Regions from separate parts of the Mus musculus genome. Here region 1 is linked to region 2. Evidence: chromatin contacts called from public promoter capture Hi-C data. All regions are on one chromosome and are shown on one strand. Each heading gives the region's core, a stretch centred on a gene start, on an enhancer-like site or on the middle of the called end of the contact. The rest is flanking DNA. Distances are from core to core; before and after follow the strand shown.

The links. Promoter capture Hi-C pulls out the DNA fragments that hold promoters and counts their contacts.
Region 1: a promoter capture Hi-C map of liver shows a contact between it and region 2, with 2.4 times the contacts expected there. The contact joins the promoter of Lipc here to the promoter of Fam81a in region 2. A contact is called at or near these places in 3 of 39 promoter capture datasets (frontonasal cranial neural crest and liver).

What each region holds. Positions count from the first base shown.
Region 1 is chr9:70,931,824-70,937,742 of GRCm38.p6, reverse strand. It overlaps Lipc (lipase, hepatic), which reads left to right and starts at 2,935. Exons shown (of 9, transcript NM_008280.2): 1 at 2,935-3,267. The coding sequence starts at 3,183. All of the region lies in intron 2 of Gm32017 (a long non-coding RNA gene), which reads right to left.
Region 2 is chr9:70,140,191-70,145,523 of GRCm38.p6, reverse strand. It overlaps Fam81a (family with sequence similarity 81, member A), which reads left to right and starts at 3,967. Exons shown (of 9, transcript NM_029784.2): 1 at 3,967-4,211.

The DNA.
Region 1 (5,919 bases), core at 1,686-4,185, 790 kb before region 2:
ATGAGGGTGGAAAACCCCTTTGTGTCCCTTCAAAACATTTTAGCCCAGCTCCGTTTTTCCATGTCCTAGGACTCAAGGGTGTGGTACCATCACTAACAGACTCTTACCATCAAGTTCTGGAGGTTAACCAAGAACAATAGGGGCAGCCAGTAATGTCTGTGGAGCTACTGGCAGCTGATGGCTGCTGAAGGAGAGAGGATCAGTTTTCTTTGGGGATCCTCTTGCTCCAGGGGGATGTTTAACATTTGTGCGTTTATGGACAACAATAAATAGACTTAGCTTTTAAGACAGAGCACATGTAGTTAGGAAGTAATGGTGGTTGTGGGGACATTGGAGGGAAAGGAAAGGGGGTATATTTGATTTAAATGCATTACATGTAATACATACATATACATACATTATATGTATATCATTTATGTATAAAATTCAAATGTAAAGAAGAAATTTAGTCCTTTACTGGTCTTGGTCAGTTAGTGGTTCCCTAGCCTGGGACCTTGTGGTTTAGGAAGACAAACTCTATATAGACTGATTTTACTTTATCCTTCCTATGTGGGAGAAAGGACAAGTTAGGGGAAAGTAAGTGAGTATCATAAAATATTATCTCAGGCTGTGCTATCCCCACCTTAGAGATGAGATGATAGATGTGGCTGGTGTTATGTAACATTCTGCACAGATACCAGAGCCAGGAGACAGGCAGGCTCACTGTATTTGCTAAGTTTACCTGCAGAAGGAGGTAGGGGTTGGGAGTGCTTGCTGCAATATCCAGAAGAGAGGATAACAGGGTGATGGAAGAGGGACCCAAGGCCAAATGGTCTTAGGGGTTTGAAGATTTAAATGTTTAATGTGAAAAAAGTGGAAGTGGAGCCTGCTTAACCATGCAAAACAGGAAGGAGACACCCCCAAATCCAGAACCCAGGTCTTCAGGAACCAGGATGGCCCCTGTGTTTCAGAAAGGAAGCTCAGACACAGAGCACACAGGTTTGGGGTTGGGATCAAGACCATTCACAGCTGCCTGCATACATGCTTGTGGGCGTCAAATGCTGGCATCCGTTGTCTTTCTCAATCAGTCTCCATCTTGCGTCTCTCACCGGGACCCACTGCGTTCTAATTATGCAAGGCTGGCTTCCCAACAAGTCCCAGTGATCAGCCTGGCCCTGCCTCCCAGGCACTGGGATTACAAGAACATGCTCGTGCCTGGCTCTTTTAAAATGTGGATTTAGGGGATCAAACTCAGGTCCTCGTGCTTGTACCGCAAGCAGTTTCCTCCCTGTGTTGTCTCCCCAGCTCTCTCAGAGAGCTTTTAAGCCAGCCATTAGCAGACAACAGTTGGCACTTTGTCTGTCTGCTAACTATTTCCACCATCCACTGGAGTGTCTAAGAGCCAACTCAGACGCCCGCCACAGAGCAAAACCTGAATTGCTCCTCATTCCCCCTGCCAGACTTGTTTCACTCATCACTTCCGTGGATGGTAACCCCATTCATCTATTTGCTGAACCCCAAAGCCTCCAGTCATTCTTCACTCCCCTCTCACCTCCTCCCTCCCAGCAATCCAGGGAGTCTAGTAGTCCCACTTCTAAACAACAGCCCAGCCCCCACCCAGGCCCAGGGTTACATCACACCAGCCATCGTCACAGCTCCCTGGCTCACTCTTCAGTCAGCTCTCCTCTTTAGCCTTGCTCACATGCAAAACAACACAGATCAAATTATTTGCTCCTTTGTTCTATATGTCTGAGTCCTTTCTGTACCCCCTTCAGAGGAGTCTCCCTGCTCACGGGCCATCTTTCTGTTCTTGGAACACACCAAACATGTTCCAATCTCAGGACCTTTGCCTTAACTGTCTGAAAGTCTTTCTCCCCGCAGACTGGCCCCTTCACTCCCCTCAAGCCTTGGTTTCAGGTACAACTTCCAAGCAAGATTCACTCTGACCACTCTGTTTAAACCACTGCCTTCTCCATCACCCCTGGTATTTCTTTATTTGTACTTTATTTTTTTATTGCCGGGTGTCATCTAGCACAGGCTGACTTTGAACTCACTGTGGAGTCAGAAATGACCTTGAACTCCTGACACTCCCACCTCCTCCTGAATGCTGGGGCTATAGGCATGTGCCACCAAAGCCACTATACTAGGGATCCAGCCCAGGGTTTCATGCGTGCTAGGCAAGCACTCTACCAACTAAGCTATATTCCCAGCCAAATAGTTCTCAAACATGCATCTCTGCTTTCTACCATATAATCCTTCTCATGCCCACATTGCCCACGGCACGTAAACTCCACAAGGACTGGACTGCTTGCCTACTTTATTCACTTAACTATTCTTTAAAGCCAACAACAGCGCCTGGTACACAGTGGTGTTCAACACACAGCATTTATTTGTTCAGTGTGTCCATACTAAATCAACAACAACAACAAAATTTAAATCACACTAGAGAGCCAAGAACTCTGCAAGAGCTGCACATCACACCCTTTCTTGCCTGCTTTTGCTGAATGACCTTGCTTCACAGCCCTCTACTCTTGGCTGGACATTAATTAACCCAGTGAGTGCATTTATCCTGGGGTATCTCTCAACGGGGCCCTCAGCGAGACTCTGGTCTTTGCTTCTCACCCAGTTCCTTCTTAACCTGACCTCACCAGGCTCCAGCTCCTCTTTCAGCTATAAGACATGCTGCCCCATCACAATTACACCACAGGTGCCAGAAACATGGCTGAACTCAACAGGAAGCAGAGTCCCTGGGGGTGGGGGCTTTCATCTCTCTTTGGGATTGGCATGCGACTAGAAAGACCAGGACCACGACACTACCTCCCATTCAAGTACTATGGGGGGGGGCGGTAAAGCAGGCAATAATACAGAGGTCACCCAGCTGACCTTTGGTCAAATGTCCAAACACAGCACACTGACTCTCAATTGATTGATTCTGAACTATGAGCTTGGCTCAAGAGGAAAGAAGACCTGGCGAGGTGTTTTATTTCCAAAACTTATCGAGATAAAAAGTGCTTCTGTGGGTCAATCTAGATATTGATAGATTTGGACTGGAGAAGGTAAAGAAAGTGTTTAAATTCTAGGTAACGTGTTTTAAGGTTAATAATTAATGGGGGCCTTCCCCAGCTGAGCACCAAGAAGCACTCTGGTCTCTTTAGTTCTAGACATTAGCAAGAAGACCTCAGACCCCAGGTGAGGCCAGAGACATGGGAAATCCCCTCCAAATCTCCATTTTCCTGGTGTTCTGCATCTTTATCCAATCAAGTGCTTGTGGACAAGGCGTGGGAACAGGTAAGTGTTTATCTTTTCTCTAGAAATGGCCGTGAATTTTTTTTTGGTCTTGACTGTGTTGCAGAGATTGACATTGGGATGGGATCTGCTTCAGAGCTCATGAAGTGGTTCTATGAGTGGCTCCCAAGGTACCCAGAGCTGTGTAGCACTTTGTAAAAGGGACCGTATTTTCAAAAAGAGTAGATGAGAGTAGATGACAGGGAAAAAAAAAAGCCCCTGTAACGGGCAGTGTGGCCTCTTACAGGTGTCATATGGACACCATGGGAAAAGTTTTTTTTTCAGCAGACAATGACCTGAAAGACTTGAAAGACAATGACCTGAAAGACTTGGGATCATCCTTAAAGTTCATTTGAATTCTAATTTGTCATCTGGGAGCCATCAAACGCTCTGTCCTATTGGGGTTGTGAAATCGCCTTGCTCTCTCCCAAGAGAAGGGAATCTGAGTCCTGTTTCTAGTCCTGCCTAAAGCAGAGATGTCATTCGCATGTTTCCTAGTCTTTACATTTTTCTGGCAAAGCTTTTCTCCTGAGCTGAAGGAGCCGCCGCCATCAGTCTTTTTAGTCCATGGCTTTATAAACTACAGTGATGGCCAAGGATAGACTTCCATGCCCTGCCAGGCAGATGGGGTCCAGGTTCCTGGCTGAATGGCGTGTTAGATCAGTAAATGGTAGGATTGACTGGACAACTTGACCAAATTAGACAGGGGTTTGGAACCTTGCTTCTGTGCCCATTGTCATGAAGATCTGCTGGCCTAGAATGTTTAAAATTTTGATGGATGGATGGATGGATGGATGGATGGATGGATGGATGGATGGATGGGTGGATGGATGGATGGATGGATGGATTTGGAGACAGGGTCTGTGTAACCCAGGCTAGGGTCGACATTGAGATCCTCTTGAGCACTGAGGAGCACTGAGGTCACAGACTTGAGCATCTATATCCACCGGAGACTTAAACTTTTCTTTCCTCAAGGATGAACTAGAAAGATGGTTCAATGGTTAAGTGTGATTGCTGTTCTTCCAAGACTTTTAACATGAAAGGATGCTGAAATTTGTCAAATGCTTTTTCAGCATCTAATGAAATGATCATGAGGTTTTTTTCTTTGAGTTTGTTTATATAGTGGACTACATTGATGGATTACCGTATATTGAACCATCCCTGCATCCCTGGGATGAAGCCTACTTGATCGTGGTGAATGATCATTTTGATGTGTTCTTGGATTTGGTTGGCAAGAATTTTATTGAGTATTTTTGCATCAATGTTCATAAAGATTGGTCTGAAGTTCTCTTTCTTCGTTTGGTCTTTGTGTCCCAAGCAAGGTGTAAAAAAATCAAGGACCAACCCTGAGGCCATCCCCTGACCACCACACATGTGCAGCACATGCTCTCCCACACCCATGCACATGTTACTTACGTAGTCTTGGAGCTCAGAAACAACGGATGTGTGCTCCCCATGGGAGTGAGCGTGTAGTGGCTCAGAATCCTTCTTCCTCTCTCAGACACATTTCATGTCTCCAGCCCTCCTGGTACTTAATACCCATTCCCACATTTAAACAGGAAGCTAAAAATAAACATGATGGAAGCAAGTGTAAAACTGAAAGTTCAGGGTTCACATTACTTCAATTCTGTTTTCCAATGTGATACCCGTCCACTAAGATTTTTTTGCTTGTGTTTAAAAATTTATGAATAAGACAGATTGTGAACTGTAAAGCTTAAGAATTTGCTTGGCAAGTAAAAATTTGAGTTCACACCAGAGTAATTTTATTGTATTTGACTATCTTAAAGTTGGAAGTTAGTCTTTAAAAAAAAAAAACAAAAAAAAACCAAAAAAAAAAACCAAAAAACACTGTCCTTTAAATCTGTCCATTGCTTTAAAACTGAAGAATGAGTTGAGAAAACAATTACTACTTTTTCATTAACATTACTGAAAATATTTTTATATTATGGGCAGAAGGGAATGGGAATGATCCACATATGTGTCAAATCCAATGTATGAGGCAGCCCGCTGAGTGTAATGAAGGCGATCAGTTATGGGTGCGCATGTTTCTCCACCACAGCATGGCGTGCCATGAGTCCCACTGGAGAAAAGTGATCATGAAAGAGCTCGTGCCCAGCTGCCTGTGCAGACCGAGCCTGGGGAGGGGTGGGGGTGCGTTTGTGTGGGGTCTTGCAAGCTGGCATCAGAGAATAAGAAAGCAAGGCCTTCCTTGGGCAGAAGCACAGCTTCAGAGATGATAATGTGCTTGTGTCTTCCAAGCCTGAAGAGCCTTCTGAGAGTAAATTATCTAGGGAGGAGGAAGAAGAGACAGAGATGAAGATGGAGAGCAAAGAGGAGAGAAGATAGGGGAGGAGATAAGAAGACAGAGGAAGAAGAGAAGGAGGAAAAGAAATAGAGGAAGAAATAGATATGGAGGAGGAGAAGAATAGGAAGGTGAAGACAGAGGAGAGAGTGATCCTGAGCCAGCACATACACAGGGCTGGTTAAACTGCAGCTGACCATGATCAACCCTCAGCGGCAGAATCGCAGTCACTGCTAAGTCCACCTTTAAATTCAAATGCCGACTACCAAACATTTCAGAAAGTTGGTAACGGTATGGTATTTGGGAATAAATGGCTTATCAATGACCCTGAGATGCTCATAGCACAACATTGG
Region 2 (5,333 bases), core at 2,718-5,217:
GCCCCACGGACTTGTCTAATGGAGACAAACCCTGAACTGGCATTCCTTCTTCCTAGATGACTCTAGCTTTTGTCAAGTTGGCAAAAATCCAACCAGCACACCTGGTTTACATAATGAGACACTGTCTCAGAAAACCACAGGAAAAAGTGACCCGTCTTCCTTGCATTTCTCTGCCACCTGGTCTTGCTTAACTCACCTGCCAACTACTCATGAAGGTCACCTGTGGACCTTTTGTCTTTGCCCTCTCTGACATGGTCCCAACCCCCACATCACTGGCTTTTCCTCACTGTTCCTCTATGGGAAAGTTTTTTTGCTTTGTTCCCACGTGTGACCGCTCCTAAGAGGAGGATTGTTCGGCTCCGTGTTATTAGGAATAAGTAGCTTGTGACACATCCTACAGACCTGGATACCTCAGGGGTTACACTGTTTGGATAGGCCAGGAGCAGACTAGTAACAACTCTATATATTCATCTTGAACTCATCCCGTTGGTTTTGGCTCATCTACTTTACATTTTTTTTCTTCCAAAGATTTATTTATTATTATACATAAGTACACTGTAGCTGACTTCAGACACACCAAAAGAGGGCATCAGATCTCATTAAGGGTGGTTGTGAACCACCATGTGGTTGCTGGGATTTGAACTCAGGACCTCTGAAAGAGCAGTCAGTGCTCTTAGCCGCTGAGCCTTCTTGCCAGCCCTACTTTACATTCTTACAAATACCATTTTTAAAAAATATTTTTGAACATTTTATTCTTTTTATTTGGATGGGTGTTTTACCTTGTATGTATGTCTATGCACCCCATACATGGATGCCCACAAAAGCTAGAGGAGGGCATCAGATCCCCTGGGACTGGAATTACAGGTGGCCATGAGCTGCTGTGTGGGAGCTGGCAATTCAACCTGGGTCCTCTGGAAGGGCAAACAGTGCTCTTAACCACTGAGCTACCTCTCCAGGCCCAACAAACACGTCTTTTGACAAACCTAGGCCCTCAACTTTTTTTTACTTTATTTGTATGTGTGTGCTTGTGTGTGCTTGTGTGTGTGTGTGTGTGTGTGTGTGTGTGTGTGTGTGTGGTACATATGTATAGTTGTGTATTCCCATATGTGGGGACACAAGGAGGTTAAAGACTGACATTAGGTGTTGTCCTTGATCGATCTATCTTTTGAGGCAGGATTTTGTCTATGCCTTCACCTGCTGGGCTGTCACTGATGAAAACCATCTTTAGTTTTACAGTTGTAGTCCTTTGGGAAGGCGAGGCAAGTCAAGTTTTCTTCCTTTGAAAAAAAAATTTTTTTTTTTTTAGTAATAAACTGTGCTAGCATATAATAATTTGTGGTAACTTCATGGTTTGGTAATTAAAGTAAGGCAAGGGAAAAAAAGCCATTTTCTATAATGAGTTACAATACAAACAATTCTGGAACATTGAGTACGTGACTGCAATTTACCTGACAGGTGTGTAAAGGGGTAAGGAGCTTAAATTAGGATTAAAAATAGATTGCCTGAAAAAAAGGGGGAGCGGGGAGAAGCAGGAAGTCACAGGCCTGATTTGACACCGTTTTTGAAATTTTAGAACTAGTATCATAGTTTTTAAAAAAAAATTAAGTGAATTGTTTTTACTTTTTTGTTTTCTTTAAGACAGAGTCCCCTCTGTAACCCAGGCTCACCTGGAAATCACAATGGCGTCCAGTCCACCTCAACCTACTGTCTGCTAGATTTAGAGGTATGAGCCATCAGGCCTTGCAAAGGAATCTTTAAATATGTGGTGTCTTATGTTAATCAGCATGATTGTTTAAAAAAAGAAATTAAGTCGGGGTGTGTGTGCGCTTACGGCAAACCCCTCTCGCCTCCCAGGTATTCCCCTGCCTTACCCCAGAGTGTGAGGAGGACTTGTGGTAATAAAGTTATGCTTTGACAGCCACCAGAGTGACAACTCCCACCCCTTCTTAGGACCTTGACTCCTTGACTCCTGGCCCGTGGCAGGATGAAGCAGGATAGGGAGGGAGCGAAGGGAGAAGGAGGGAAAAGGAAACAAAATGGACAGGAACTGACTGTCTTGGTTGTGAGAGGCACACCCTGCGCTAGAAGGCAGCCTATGGGAACAGGTAGAAAGCCTTGGAACCTGACTCTGGCCTCATTGTGAGGAGAGCTGGCACTTTATCGTAACAGCTGTGTTTCCAGACACTGTGGCAAGTAATATGTTTCATTTGTGCGTGCGTGTGTGTGTGTGTGTGTGTGTGTGTGTGTGTGTGTGTGTGTGTAGGTCAGAGGACAGCCTCAAATATCATTCATTAGGCATGATCCACCTTTTAAAGACAGACTTAGAACTCATCAAGAAGGCAAGGCTGCACGACCTATGAGCCCTGATCTGTCTGCCTGTCTCTGCTTCCTCAGCTCTGGAATTACAAGTGAACACCAAATCCCCATGGCTGGCATGTTTATTTATTTTGTGCATGTGGGGAGCCTGTGTGAGAATATGTGCACGACACGAGTTCTCTCTCTCTCTCTCTCTCTCTCTCTCTCTCTCTCCCTCTTCCCCCCTCTACACACACACACACACACACGCACACGCACACGCACACGCACACACACACACATATATATATGAAATTCAGAGAGGATGAAATTCAGGTCCTCACACTTGCAAGGCAAGCACTTATCTACTGAGCCATCTCCTCGCCCCCTCAAATTTATCTTAAATGGTGGAAATTCTCAGAGAACCTTTCGCCATGGGATTGGATCCCATCCGTATTTACACGCTGTGCACCAAGTGATACAGAAAGAGAAATAAACCATCACACACTAAAGAACACTATTAGGTGAGATCTCCGTGAGACAGGACTTAAGGCCATGCCCTCTGGTCAGCAGTCTTTTTTATACCCGTCTAACTATCTGATCAATATGTGTTAGGCTGCAATGGCCGGGAGGGGAGCAGAGTCCCTGCCTTCTCCATCTTCATCTTCTCCATTTCACCTTAGCAGTCTCTCTCTCTCTTTCTCTCTCTCTCTCTCTCTCTCTCTCTCTCTCTCTCTCTCTCTCTCTGTGTGTGTGTGTGTGTGTGTGTGTGTGTGTGTGTGTGTGTGTGTGTGTGTGTTTTGGGGAGTTATTACTTTACAGGCGAGTTAATTACAGAACACCCAAGACGACACATAAATAACTACAGGATCGAGAATTCCAAGACCAGAGCTTTCCCAAGTGGCTGCACAGCCTGCGTTCTTCCTAGCTTCCTTTGAATTGGGGGCAGAGGAGAGCCGCCAGACAGGAGCACCTACACTGGGTAAGCCCATGCCTCTACGTAAGAGCTATGAACCAGACGCAGTGAGGTGAGCAAAGGTGGGATCCTCCACTCTTCTTAAACCCCACCTTACGGAGAGGAAGCAAAATTGTGAGTGATTCCTGCTGAGGATCCAGCACTGATGGGAAGGAGAGCAAAGCTGGAACTCCCTGGGAGCGAGGCAGAAGGTAGGAAGAGGGCTGGGAGGAGAAACGGGCATTTTCCCAGGGGTCCTGTCTCTTGTGCGCGAGGCTTGGTGATTCCCTCATACACACTTGTCGCCTGGAGGGTTCCATCACCTGTGCAGGTGTGGCGCTGGAAGGAGCTGTTTCCTGGACTGTGGTCTCACCCCTAACTTCTCCCCAGTTTGAGGTGGGAAAAGCAGTTAACTATTTTTGTGGGAACCAGGCTTGGTACATAAGGGATGCTAGGATTCCCGGGAAAATGATTGATGACATAGAGACCTGGAAGGCTGGGCTCTCATTGAAGCATCCTTCCCTACACCTACCTCTGCCTCCAAGTCGACGCGCCCTACGACGGGACTGAGGTTCTTGTAAGCAAGTCCCCGCCCGCTGACTCCCTGCAGCGAACTGGGTGGGGACCCGCGGCGCCGCGGAAAGGCTATTTTGAGTGTGGGAACGCGGTGGGAGGAGGGGCGCCGGCGGGCTGGGCGCGGGCGCGCGGGGAAAGCCTCCAGCTCGGGCTGCCACGGCAACCGCGTCCAGGCAACGCGCCCGGAAGAGGCTCTGGGAGGCGCGCGGCGGCTCGCGCCCTTCCAGGGTGGGGGAGCCGCGAACCCCGGGCCGGGCCGCGCGCGCGCTGATTGGAGCGCGGGCCCGCAGCCGGGTTCGCCCCGCAAAGCCCCGCGCTCGCGGCCACCGCACCCAGAGCGCCGGCGACGACATGGGCAGCCTCGGCGCGCCAGATCCGCGCGCGGGTGAGTCTTCAGAGGTGTCTCCCCTCCCCACATGTCCGGGCATCCTCTAGACTCAAGCGGCGGGTGCTTCCGCAGGGACCGTCGATGTGACCTTGGAGCAACCACTCCATGGATAGGCATGGGATAGTGCTGGGGAGAGGGGGTGAGGGATGAAGCCTCGTGTGCCCCGCGTGACACTCTGGACGCGAGAGGGTTAACTGAATGCTGACGCGCAGGGCTGAAGTTAGGCGCAGAGCGCAAGTGGCATTGCATCTTCGCGGGGGCTGCAAGCTAGCAGACAGAAGAGGCCCCCGAGGGACTGTTTGAGGAGAGCCAAGGGTGTGCAGAGTTTGCCAGGACTAGGGGCAAGTCTATCATTCACAGTTGGAGCTGAGTGACCTTGGGTGGGTTAGCCACATTGCTCCCGCGGATTCTCTGGTTTTCATCCTTTGAAAGGAAGGGCTCTGGTTCTTTCCAGTTGCAGCACAAGGCTGTTTTGCTGGTACTGTGAGCTGAGGAAGGGACCCTCTGGGGATGCAAGACTTAACCATATTTATTCCGCAAGGGGTTTCCAATGAGCTGGCTCCCAAAGTAGCAAGAAATGTTACCATTTTATGGAGGGAACAGTCTGGGGTCCGGAAAGGCTCCTTAAAATGCATAGATTAAAATCCCTTCGGTGCACTTAAGTCCTGAACCCAATCAGGGTCCAAGCTGCCAAATACTTCTTTCCTGTAGTTGATCTGATAGGAAACTTTGTGTCTGAACAGGTAAAATCAAAACCCAGTAGTGGCAGGCAGTGGCAAATTAAGTGAGTCATTTCTTCAATGTGCAGAAGCTGTGTGTGTGTGTGTGTGTGTGTGTGTGTGTGTGTGTGTGTGTGTGTGACATGCGCATGCGTGCACTCAGCTTAAAGTCTGTGTATGCTGTTAAGAGGTTATTTCACAGAAATAATGTTGAACTGGTTTGGATCTACAGAGGGAATCACTTAGAACTAGGGCCAGACATTTGCATTGTTCTTTGGAGATTTGGGGTTAGGGGGCTAGCAAGATGGCTCGGTGGGGGGTGGGGGTGGGGTAAAGGTCTTTGCCATTAAACTTGAGGACCTGGGTTTGATCTCTGGAACCCACATTGTGAAAGGAGAGA